Linked DNA regions of Mus musculus: region 1 is linked to region 2. A link is a contact called in public Hi-C data. All regions are on one chromosome and are shown on one strand. The core of a region is the stretch at or near the end of the contact, and the rest is flanking DNA. Distances in the headings are between cores, read along the strand shown.

Region 1 (6,553 bases), core at 1,367-3,866, 280 kb before region 2:
AGACTCTGACCTTGCTCTGAGTGTACAACTGAGACTTCAGGGGGTGAATCAAGGACCCTGCTCAGCATCTGAGCAGGCCATGAGAACTCAGTCAGACCCAGGATTGGTACAGGTATGCTCAAACCAAAGATAGCCACAGTAGAAGAGAGCACAGTCAGGAGACTCCTCCCCAGCTGGGGGTTTTCCAGGTCAAGCACTTCTGGAAAGGTCATATACCCACACTAGCTTTCTCACGAAAAGTCTCCCACACCCTGCCTCCAAGGACAAGACAGCCTCACTGATCCTGCAGCTCTCCATGGTCAGAGTCTAATCAGGCTCCTTCTTGTGATCAAAGGCACCGTAGCCCTGGGTCTGGAACTGGCTGGTGGCAGCTATGGCCTTTGTACAGGTGGACCAGCCAGGGGGTTCTGAGGGCACCCAACATAAGGGGCAGGAACTATCAATGCAGGGCATTCCACTGTGACCTCTGAGGCTTCAGGCTGAAGGACATCAGTTTTCTCACCATAAGCTTCATTCTCTCCAGTGAAGATGGATCAGAAATGTCTACTGGCCAACGGGCATCTCACAGGCCTGCATCCTCCAAGTGGGGCCCAATACAATAATAATCTCTTCCCCCCTTCCTTCCCTCACCCCACCTCTGTATAAGTGTGTGTGTGAGTGTGTGTGTGTGTGTGTGTGTGTGTGTGTGTGTAAAGAGGAGATGGGTATAATACTGTGTCCCATGGATGGTGCAGGGACTTCTGCCCTTAGTGAGTCTCAGCCAATACTTATGACCTATACTATGGAGGTGTCCGCCATTCTTTGGAAGGGAGGGAGAGGGACTGGGGCAGGTCTTGTCTTCTGAATCTGACTCCCACTTTTAGAAGCTGCTGCCCCATGACTCCTGCCAGTTATCTAGGCGACCTGACCAGCTTTCTGGACCTCGATGAGGCTCACGCTCATGTTTTCATCTTTGCTGACAGGACTGTTACTTCTCACTAATCTGAGACCAGTGGAGGGCGCAGACCCTTTGTACAAAGAGCGCTTGCTCTTCCTTTGCCAAACTCTGGCAACAACCCTTAGCTGACACCAGCAGAGGGCGACTGAGAGCGAACAACTACACATGCTTAACAGACAGGTGAACCTGAGTCCCCAGAGGGCAGCTTGCCCCTGCTTGATGTACCTCTGACTCACAAGGTGCATGTCCCCTGTGTGCAGTTGAGAGGGGTGTGATATACTGTTCTTCCTTCCCTGCTGGAAGCAGCCTTTGTTTGCAGCTTATTTAGCGAGCCTGCTGTCCTGTGCAGAGTTCTTGTGCTCTCTGTGTGGTCCTGGGGTATGCACTTGGACCTGCAGCTTCTTGTCAGCTCTGTGGACAGGGAAGTGCTGAGGTCTTATGGAGCTGTACCCGGTATCACACATCTCTGCCATGCTACCAGGGTGGGACAATAAATCCTGCGTGTAAGGAGTGGGCAGAGGCTGCCAGCACGCCAGCCAAGTCCGTTATATCTCCTGAGCACCAAACCTTCCCACTTCTGCCTGGGTGCCCCAGGGTATGGTTGTGGGGCTGGAGCACAGAGCCAAATGAGTAGAACTTTGTGTAGCTGGGAGGCCCCAGGTGCACTGCTTTGTCTGACTCACCAGCCCTGTGTGACAGCAGGGTCCCGGCCATCAGTCATTTACAGTTCCATGAAACCAACCTCATTATCCCATTTTATGAGAAGGGCCATGTTAAGCAAGGTCAAATGGCTTTCTCCAAATCAGTATCCTGCCTGTGAGGACTTGTGATGTCCTAAAACATGGCTCACTGGCCAGAGGGTGAGGCTGACAGCAGACCACAGGACAACAGAAACTCATCAGGAAAAATTGTGGTGCACACCAGGAAGGGAAGGTGTGGCCTCAAAAGCTAAAGGAACAGGAGGAGACTGCCTGTGAGTAGAAGGGATCAGCATGCCAAAGAGAACCTTCTAGGCTAAGGCAAGAGCAGGCACAAAGGTCCTGGGGTCACAGAGAGAGAACCAATTCAGAAGGACCAAAGGATGCCCAGTTGACCTGATGCAAGGAATGAGTCAGCAGTTGGAATAAGTCAAAGTGTAAAGTAAACACTGGCCAGATGTGAGAACTCTGGAGCCATTCCAGAGACTGTCATTTCAGGTTACCAGCCGGGGACATGGCCCAACTGCACCACTTCCTCTAGAGAGACAAACAACCGAGAGGAAGAACAGAAAGCTGCTAAGTGGGTGAGCGGCCACTGCAGTGGTCCAAGCAAGCAAGAGATGGTGTAGACCAGGAAGATGATGGGGGTTGAAAGATCTAGTCAAAATTTGCACTGAATGTGAAGTGAGGTTGGGAGGGATGACTGGGGTGTCTACTTACTATGAGGGGTCCCTTGGCAAAGGACTGGCTTCTGGAGTGAGGATTTTGGACCATTAGCTGCAGGAGCCAGGACACCTTCCAGGTACAGCTCAGGAGGACGCCCACGTTAGACGAGAGATTAAGAATGAGCTTTGAGGGGTGCCAACTGAAGCTATGGGCATGGGTGAGTCACTGCGAGGAGGACATGGGGCAAGGGGGTGGAAGGAGGCCCCAGGAACTAGCTTTGCCAGGCATCATGACGAGAAGGGGCTTAGAGAGAGACACAGGCCCATCTGTACCCGGCTGGCAGGAGGCCATCTACAAGGGGCTCCCATGTACTGGGCATCCTGACAAGTCAGCCAGCGGTGACCTTGGAGCCATTTCAAGGAATAGCAGGTGGGAGCCAGCCCATGGGGTGAAGCACGTGGGCAGGGACAGACTGTGAGCCATTCCCCAGTTCTGGCTCCAAGGAGAAAAAGAGGATTGCAAGTGTGCAGAGATATGAGACAGACAGATGGATACAGTGGGAGGGAGAGGGGGGTAGAGAATAGGCCTCAGATCTTGTGAGGACTATGGTACAGAGGGACAGACACCTGTTTCCACAGCCTCAGAAAGGCCACCCATCTGATGTGTCATTCTGGGGGGAGGGGTGTGTTACTCTTTTAAGTCCACATACCAGGGTAGCCACCCAGGTCAATGAAAAGCCAATCCATGAGAAGGAGCCCCTAAGTGTGGAAGGAATCGCTTCCAGGCTGGCTGGGAAGGCTCTAAGGCCTACTGTGCTCTCCTGTTCACACCAGCTTATTCCAGAGCAAGGCTCAGCTCTGTAGCAGCTCCTTCCTCCAAGAAGCCCCCTGAACACAGTGGCCTCAGCTACTAACAGATGGCGCTACCTGTAAATCCAGGCCTGAGACAGGCAGGACTGTCGTGGACAGGGACAAGTCACAGTGATACAGTGTGGTACTTTAGAATACAGTGAGTGACAAGGGTCAGTGGCTGCAGAAGGAGGAGAAGCCTTGGCAGAGGAGAAAAGATCAGGGCCTAGTGCAGGTCAGTCTCCAGCTCTGCCAAGGACACCCTAGTATTAGCCTGTATCCGGGTGGATGACTTCTAAGAAAAAAGGATAATAAATTAAAAATAAAACCTGGACAAACAGGAAGGGGCATTTTCTGTGGCACTGTTTGTGAACGCAAAATCCTGGGAGCTCCCCGGGCACAGCCATCCTACACTGGGGTCTGATGGAGCAGCCTGGAAGGTGACTAGAGCCATGCGGGACCTGAGTGAGTGGCTAGGACCGGTGTTTAGGAGAAAGGCGTGGTGGAGAGAGGAAACCTAAATTCTCTGCCTCTCACTGAAAGAGGGGAGAGAAGCTGACAATGATGGTACATGAAACATTAACCATTGCATAAACCAAGTATGTAAAGAAACATCGAATGACCCCCCCATAAGACCCTATATGAAACTTAAAAAGACTATGCTACTAACTATGTTAAATGTTATATATGGCTGTCTATATGGGGAAGGCTTCTACAGAGAAGGTAAGAGGGAAGCAGCCGGGACTGAACACCTTTATGCATGCCCTGTGTTGTGTGTTTATCTTAGACCCATGCAAGCACTTTGCAGAGTCATAGTCATACTGACAAAAGCTTGGTGTTTATTGAACTAGATTTTGTTTTTTTAAAAAAAGGAAAAATTTATTTATTTATTTATTTATTTATTTATTTAATGTATTCGAGTGCTCTACTTCCATGTAGACCTGCACTCTTGACAAGAGGGCGCTGGATCCCTTACAGATGGTTGTGAGCCACCATGTGGTTGCTGGGAATTGAACTCAGGACCTCTGGAAGAGCAGTCAGTGCTCTTAACCACTGAGCCATCTCTCCAGCCCCAAATGCTTGTTTCTAAGAATTCAAAAAAAGGGGGGGGGTAAATGAATCTGAATACTCATTTGTGACATAATCAAAAAACTAACTATGTCTCCCAAGCATTACAAAAAGCTGCCACGGGCACAGCATGGATCTAGGATAGGGTGTTATGGGAAGGGAGGAACTATAGGTCCCAGAGCCTCCCCGGGCATGGAGATGGTTCCTTCCCCCACTTGAGGCCATTTGGTGGTCCATTGCTGCTGGGCTGTGCTGGAAAGACAAGAATAAAAGCCAGGAACTCCTCACTGAGCCTCTGGGCTGCATCCTTGGCAACATCGATACTGCTGTCTCTGGAACTGGAGCGTGAGTAGCAGAGTTAAGACAAAAGCATAACCCCAATCCCATTGAGAATTGGAACCTGGGACAAAGGAACAAGAAAGCTCAAGTGCAAGGACTCCGAAGCCCCAGGAAAAATGTCCCTGTGAATCATTATGCAGTGCAACTTTGAAAATATAGCATACTAGTTATTGTTTATTGAGTATAATTGCATAAAAATTACCCCCGAATTTAGTGGCTTAAAACATCAAACACTTATTATCTTGGGACTCCAGCTATGGCTCAGCTGGGGCCTCTGGCTCAGAATCTCCATGGAGGCTGTAGTCAAGGTAATTGTGAAGCCTGTTACGATCTTAGGGCTGAACAAGAAAAACCAATTCCAACTTCCCTGCCAGGGCTGTTGGCAGAGACTTAGGTCCCTTGCCTGCTGGCCTCTCTGGAGGGCAGCTGAGGACCATAGCACAGCAGCTTGGCTCCCTTACAGAACAAGCAAGAGGGAGAGAAGCACAAACTGCTCTGTCTATAACCTAATCTTGGAAGCAACATCCTATTCAACTCTTTTACCAGCTCATGGTCAGGGTGAGGGGTATGCATGGCAGTAAGTATCAGGAATTGGGGTTGCTGTGAGCTTTGTGCCACATACCACATGTGACTACTTCCTAAGCTCTGCAGCAAGGAGCCTCAACCTCACCCAGATTTTAGTCTCTAAGCAGTACTTCACCTTGTTCCACGATAAAATAAATAATTGACTTCACTCCCAGGACAAAATAAATAAATTATGTCAGACTATTGGAACACACTAAGGCTGCCACGAGAAGACTTAGGAACTAACCTCCAAAGGCCAGTTGATTAGAGGTATGGAGGCATCTATAAGCAAGATGTCTTCAGGGCCACTTCATCAGGCTGTGACCCAAGGATGCCCAGTGATAGTCCCTAAGCCCACTGTTTATACTTTTACAGGTTGGTGGGGAAACCCACTCTATTAAACATTGCTAAAGTGAAGGATTCAAGACTTTGCCAGCTTTTCTTGTGTGCACTATAATCAGGATAACCAAATGCCTGACATGGAGAAGTTTGTCCATATAGAAGTTCACAGAACCAACAGCCAGGAAAGGATGCTATCACAGTAACCAGTAAATGGATCTAGACAATGATCATTGATTGTCACTAAAATCATCAAAAGAGAGATAACCAGGTTCTGTGAGCTTCCTAATAAAAGATGATATTTATGAAGTTCTACCCACACAATCAGACTGATTATGACTGCTCCATATCTAAACCCTGACCATTTTCCTGGGCATAGACAGAGGACCATGCAGACAATGCCATCGGGAAGCAACCATACTAGCCTAGGGTGCAAAAAGTGCCATCAGGTGAACGATGCAGATTTATACTGTGTGTCAACAAGACTGCTATGAAAAAGAAACCAGTCATGGCCAGCTTTAATTTTCAGCATGATGCGTCCTCTGAACCAGCCTCCCTGGAGGAACTGTCTAGATCAGATGTGGGCATGTCTGTGGGGGCTTGTCTTGATTGCTAATCGAAGGAGCAGAACACAGCTCATTATGGGCGGCACTTTCCCTAACACTGATGCTGGGTTATATAAGAAAGCTGGGTAAACACATAGTCTTTGAGCAAGCCAACAAGCAGCAGTCCCTCCATGGCTTCTGATTCAAGCTCCTGCTCAAGTCCCTGCTCTGACTTCCCTCAGTGATGAACCATCACCGGCAAATGTAAATCAAATACACCTTGTCTCTCCAAAGTTGGCTTTGGTCATAGTGTTTTCCTCACAGCTACAGAAAGAAAATTAGAGGGGAAAAAGATTAGTGCAGGATCTATAAGAGATAGAAGAGGATTATAAAATCTATCAACCAGGCTCAGTAGGGAAGCTTGTTTAGATTTCTATTCAGAGGGACACCATGCATGGGCAAAAGCAAACACTAGCTGGCACCAATGACACAGAAAAGATTGCTAGCTTTATTTTAGTTGTGGCAATGGCATTGAAGTTATTTTTAGTA
Region 2 (6,412 bases), core at 701-3,200:
TGGGCACTCACCAAGCCATGCCCAGCCAAGCTAGCCATGCCTAGGCCACTGTCTCATAGAAAGTGGTGATAAGAAATATTGTTTCTTTTGAGTTGTCAAATTTGAGAGTACCTCTTTAAAACACTTTTTATTGATTCTTTTTTTATTGATTTTTATTGATCCTTTGTACATGTTCACATCATGTACCCCAGTCCCTTCATATGCACCCTCCACCCTTGTATTCCCCACTAAATAAAACACAAGTACACACACACACCAAACAACAACCACAAAGCATAGAAAACATCTCCTCACAGAAGCTGTAGCGTATTACATTGTGTCCCACAGTATATCCCTCTGTCCCTCTGTCCACACATCTTCCCTTGTAAATGTTCATTGCAATGAGTTATTGGTCTGGTTTGAGGTCTCTGGCTTCTGTGATACCATCAATACTTGATCCTGTTGTTGCTCTGTGTCATGGAGATCCTGCAGCTTTGGATCAGCAGGACTGGCCCCCTCAAGTGTCCCAACAGCTCACAGATGACGTAGACTTTGGGGTGGGCCAACTCAAACCCTGGCTCTGGGCCTGGGTGGCAGCTGAGCTAGTTAGCTTGCCAACTCTGGGAGCAACATTTTATGCAAAGAATTATCCTGGAAAATAATGGAGACCATCAACTTAGAGGGCTAAAAGGTTTATTTGGGCCCAGAGTTTTACAGTTTCCACCTGTGACTGACTCAACTGTTTGGGATGGGGGGTGGGGGTGGGGGATGGGGTATATCATGGCAGGGAGCACTGGGCAAACACACTGTTCATCTTATGGAGGCTGGAAAGCGAAAAGAAAGACAGAAAGCATCTGGTATCCCCAAATCCCTCAAATTCCCAGGAGTACCCTTGGCTGGCAGCCAGGCCTGGAGCAAGTGCACCTGAAATCACAGTATGGCTAAGCATGGTACGTGCTCTGTAGGGGGAGAGCATGTTGTCCATTCAACAAATTGTGAGGCACCACTAAGTGCTAGTTACCTGGTCAGTGCTGACAGCATGCATTGAAAGACTTGTGCACCGCTTTGGAATGGGCAGTGCAATGAGTCTGGTTTGAAGTTCTGAAGGAGCAACAGAGGACATAAGGAGTGGGTGGCCTCCTCCCTGGTTGGCTTGTTAGGGTTTTACGTCACTGGGCCCTGTTGTTTCCCTAAGAGCCTGATAAAAAGATATGTAGGTTCACACCACCTTTCCAAAGTCCCTTTTTCACATACCCATATATGGTAAGGAACATAGACGATTTTTTTGGGTGTTTTTAAAGCTCTATAGAATTCCATGAACAGATGTGCCCTCCACCCAGCACCTCGTGATTCACTGTTAGATTGTTTATACCCACGTGCATTACGAACTGTTGTCATCACAAACACTCTACCCTATAAGTACCTAGAAGTGGGTCAAGCCATATCAGGATGTGTAACTTGGACCAAACTTGCCAACTACCATAGCAACAGTACTGTGGACCAGAAACCTCCCCGTTCAGGGGCCATGATTCATATAACAGTGTCTGCTGACCACTCCCTCTGCCCCCCAACCATCAACAGTGTTATAAAACCATTCTCATCTCTGCCAATCTGGTCAGTAAGAAATAGCAGCTCAGGGTGTCCTGGAGCCAGTCTGCTTCACTGTGTATGAGGCAGAGAATCTTTTGCCATGCTTCTATGATTCTGTTAGCACAGGTGTGCTTTTGATAGACAGATAGATGATAGATAGATAGATAGATAGATAGATAGATAGATAGATAGATAGATAATCAATAGACACACAAGTGCATAACACTCTTTTTGCCAAGTGCAGAACAGATTGTGGGGACCAGAGTGGATGCTGCAAGCCCAGATGAAGGGGGATGGGGGAGATAGCGGATGGCAGATGGACTGAGAGCTAAAGAAAGAGGCCTTTGTCAGCTGCCTGTGTGTGAGTGTGTGCGTGCTCTTAGCGGGAGGTCTGCTGAGGGAGCGGCCCTGCCAGGATTCCTCTCCATTCTCTGGCTTGTGCAGTGAGAGGGAAGATGGTGGCCTTCCTGGAGACAGGCAGAGCTGAAGGAGGGCCAGGTTGAGGAAGAGGGTGCTCCAATATGTTTCCATGGTTGCTATGAGAACCCTGAACTTGCATTTACTATATCCTGTGTCTTCCTCCTACACCTTAGTGGAGTTTCACATTTTAACACATGTTTGAGATTTAAGTTATTTCGAATACCAAGCCAGTATACCAGGCCATCTATAGTATGTGACTTGTGAGGGCTCATTTGCATAAGAAGGCAGTGAAGGAAGGTGGAGGATCACCAGAGGGACCTCTGGACCTAGATGCAATGCTGGAGTAACTCCTGCTAACTGAGGGTGCGGCGAGGCAGGCTACCTGGATTTTTTTTTTTTACTTCCATCTTTGCCCATTTGAGATATCTGAAGTTCTTCGATCTTCTTCTTCCGAGGTCCTTCTGAACCTCATAGTGTGTGTGACATTTGTGTTCTCTGGGTGACTGCGCCAGATTCCAGCTAAGTCCCAGAGTCTACTCTGCTTAGTGAGAAAAACAACTACAGGGAAGAAAGCATATCGGTCACAATGACATAGTATGTTTATCTACTGGAACAGCAGGCTCTCGCCTCCCAACAGCAGCTAAGTTAGATGTACCCGTCCATGTGTGGTATTTCCCAGGAACCCCACCCTTCTCCCCGTGCAACAGCTCAGATTACTGGCTGTGAGTACGATCCCCAAGTTGGCAAAGATCAGAGCATACACAATTTCCTGGCTTCAAATTTGCTTCAATTAACGCTTCAGAAATGAAAGACAAAAGGAGTGAACCGCATTTGGTTCCCCGCTCGCTCGGGGCCTCGGTCAGTGGGTTTCACACTGCTTCCCAATCCGCAGTGTGAGCATCGCCTCATAGCTGATGTCATGGACAAAATCCCAGGCCTCACCCCAGATCCACTAACCCAAAAATTCTCAGCGCAGTGCAGTCTTTAACTCGCCTACCAGCCCACCGGATGATTCTGGTACACACTTAGGACTAAGAAACGCTGGGCTTTAGAGCCACTGAGAACACTAGGCACATTCTATGGAGCGGATATTCCACACACGGAGGATAAGAAAGGCTGCTGAGGGACTAGATACTGCTGCCATAACCAAATAACGGAGACTCGGTATCTTAGAGAGGAAAACGGGCTCTCATTCCTCGTGGTTGTTGAACTCCAAGGAAGCAGTGTGACCCTCATAGCACATAGCACCACATGGAAGGGGCAGCAGGGAAGAGACTGAGATGCAGGACTAGAGAGGGAGTAGGAGACCAGGGAGGAGCCAGGCTCAGTCATAGCAGCCTGCTGTATGGAATTTCCTGAGACCCAGCCCACCTCAAGAGACTTGCCTCCATTCTCACACAAAGGCCCCACCACATTTCAGTACTATCCCACTGGGAACAAAACCTTCATCACATAAACCCTTGGGAGACAAACCACGGCAGGGCCATGGGAACACCCTGAGAAGAGAAGCCTGGTGGATACAGACACAACCCAACCAGATGAGAGCTCGAAGCTGACCACAGTTTGGTGATGAGACACACAGAGCTGGCAGCAGAAGCCTGGGACACAAGGTCTACAACAGGCAGCAGTATGGAGGACTTAGGACAGGAGAGAAAACCTCACAAAAGTGCTGGAATGAGCTCATGGGCCCAGCTAGAGTCCAGGACATTGAGCCTTCTCCCCACTCTGATCTGCATTGGCCTACAGCCCTGGGAGCTGGCCTATAGAACTTAACTTCTCTATGGAGTCATGATTCATCTACTATCAACACAACATTGTGTGTTCACGTAATAAAATCACTCCCTCCCTCAAGGGGACATCAGAGATATGGCAAATAAAATAGGTTAAAGGAAAGTAGTAAATTCATGCTTGAGACTAGTGATAAAAAACAGACTCCTGAGGCCAGGAGTGGTGACATGCGCCCTTGATTTTGGCGCTCAGGAGGCAGAGGCACGGGGATCTCTAAGTTTGAGGCCAAATATCTCTAAATTTTGAGTTTCAAGACATCCAGGGCTAGAGAGAGTGACCTTGTCTCAAGGAGAAGAGGAGGAGGAAGAAGAAGAGGAAGAAGAGGAGGAGGAAGAGTCCTCCTTGGACTTAAAATAGTAATTTTCTTCTTAAAGAAGAAGGAGGAGGAAGAGGAGGAAGAGGAGGAGGAGTAGGAGGAGGAAAAGCAGACATGGTGGTGAGATTGAGGCAGGAGGATAGTAGTGAGTTTAAGGCCACATAAAGAAACTCTCTCAAAAATACAAAACAAAGGTCTGAAGAGATAGTTAAGAGGTTAAGAACACTCGATGCTCTTGCAAAAGATCCCAAGTCTAATTCCCAGACCTCACGTCAGGCAGCTGACAAGCATCTATAACCCCAGAGCAAATGATCTGATGCCCTCTTCTGACCTCTCTGGGAAAGTGCACACACAAGATGCACATAAACTCAAAAAGGAATACTGGTGTCTCTTCTCTCTCTGTCTCTGTCTCTCTCTGTCTCTCTCTCTCTCTCAAAAGAAAAAAAAATAAAACAAAACAATAGACCAGACAGTGCCTATCAAAATCAACACAATTCACTTTCAGTTCAAAATACACTTCACAGCTCTTTCCAGGGCACCAAGGACACATAACACATAAACAAATTCTATGTTTTTAGAATTGGGTATTAAGTAATTGTCACATTATATAATTATTAAAGTTTTTAGTTAATGTAACTATTTGCAGATGATGTCTAGAATTAAAAGAAACATAGGTATAATCTATAAGGACCTGGAGAGATGGCTTCGAGGATAAGAGCACTGACTGCTCTTGCAGAGGATCCAGGATCAACCTCCAGCACCCACCTGGCAAATCACAAACACCCATGACCTCAGTCCCAGGGGATCCGATGGCCTCTTCTGGACTCCAAGGGTACTAGGCCATGGTGTGTTGACATATATGCAGACAAAGAACTCATTCATACAAATAAAATTCATTTTAAAATTTTTTAAGCAATACATGCTCTAATATTATTACTCATATTAGTAATATAAAGATAATGTTGTTAAAATTCAACCATATTTCTCTACATTAACAGAAACAATTAGGTAAAATTTTGCAATAATTCCTCTTTGTCTTAAAATGTTATTTTTATTTATTTTAATTAATTAATTTGTTTTACATTCTGACCACAGTTTCCCCTCCCTCCTCTCCTCTCAGTCAATGCCCCTAAACTACTCCTCTTCAGAAAAAGGGAGGCCTCCTGTAAATTTCAACCAGTCTTGGAACATCAAGTTACAGTAAAACTAGGTGCATCTTCTTCTGTTGAGCCTAGAAGAGGCAGCCTAATAGTGGGAAAGAGTCCCAAAGTCAGGCAACAGAATCAGAGACCGGCCTTGCTCCCACTAATAGTAGTGCCACATGAAGATCAAGTTACACAACTGTCACATATGTGCAGAGGGCTTAGGTACGTCCCGGGCATGCTTTCTAGAAGGCAGTTCAGTCTCCCTGAGCCCCTGTGGGCCCTGATTAGTTGGTAATATAGGTTTTCTTGTGGTGTCCTTGACCTCTCTGATAGGTTTCACCATCAGTTTCTATCAGTTTCTGGGTGAAGCTGAAGAATAAAAAATAAAATAAAATAATGACTGCCCTGAGAACATGGGCCCCAGCCCCCAGCCAGATGGCCTAATTCCCCAGAACTTTTGGGAAAAACAGCCACAGAATGTTTCAATGTCCCAGGTGCCTTGAAATAAATATCCGCCCCTAGACTTCCCCTATTTCCTCTCCGATCCTCCCACTAGGTTGTGTTTTTTGCCTTTATAAGCCTGCTGGAAAATAGGGTCGTGGTCGGACTCCTCTACCCCTGCATGGTGTATGGGTCTCGACCTCAGCATACTGGTTTGTGTGCCATTAAAACCTCATGTGTTTGCAGCAAGCTTGACTGTTGTGACTTTCTGGGCTCGCGATTCCTGAGACTGGAGTGAGGGTCTCCCTTCGGGGGTTCCTTCAAAGCCTAACGACAGTTATGCTCCTGCCTGCAAGTGTAGCAGAGTGTCATTAGCAGTGTCATGTGTGGGCTCCCTCTGATAGCATGAGTCTCAAATTGGACCAATAATCGGTTGGCTATTCCCTCCATTTCTGCTCCATCTTTACCCTTGTACATCTTGTAGACAAGACAAATTGTACATTGAAGGTTTTGTGGCTGAATTAGTAACACAATCCCTCCTTTGGAAGTCTTGCAGGAGATGGCTGGTTCAGACTCCATATCCCCCATTGCTATGAGTCTTAGCTAGGGTCACCCTCATAGATACCTAGGAGTTTCCATTGCCTTGGGTCTCTAGCTCATTGCAGAGATCCTGCCCTCTCCCCCCATTTCCATTGTCAGGGAACTGCAAATCAAAATGACTCTAAGATACCAT

Evidence for each region. A called contact is a pair of places that touch in the nucleus more often than the background predicts.
Region 1: a contact with region 2 is called in a Hi-C map of cerebellar granule neurons, with 2.0 times the contacts expected there. The contact joins two enhancer-like sites. A contact is called at or near these places in 2 of 484 Hi-C or Micro-C datasets (cerebellar granule neurons and cerebral cortex), 1 of 115 datasets of contacts at active chromatin or transcription factors (embryonic stem cells) and 2 of 9 other capture datasets (embryonic stem cells and pancreatic islet).

The regions. Positions count from the first base shown.
Region 1 is chr7:64,724,539-64,731,091 of GRCm38.p6, reverse strand. The region is part of intron 6 of Apba2 (amyloid beta (A4) precursor protein-binding, family A, member 2); the gene reads right to left. Among named protein-coding and RNA genes, the nearest start is that of Nsmce3, 150 kb to the left of the region's middle. Within about 2 kb of position 2,616, at least 29 of the 459 cell types and tissues checked have an H3K27ac peak or open chromatin away from gene starts, as enhancers often do. A contact at or near this core is called in cerebellar granule neurons and cerebral cortex, where this site is marked.
Region 2 is chr7:64,447,164-64,453,575 of GRCm38.p6, reverse strand. No RefSeq gene overlaps it. Among named protein-coding and RNA genes, the nearest start is that of Apba2, 52 kb to the left of the region's middle. Within about 2 kb of position 1,950, at least 43 of the 459 cell types and tissues checked have an H3K27ac peak or open chromatin away from gene starts, as enhancers often do. A contact at or near this core is called in cerebellar granule neurons and cerebral cortex, where this site is marked.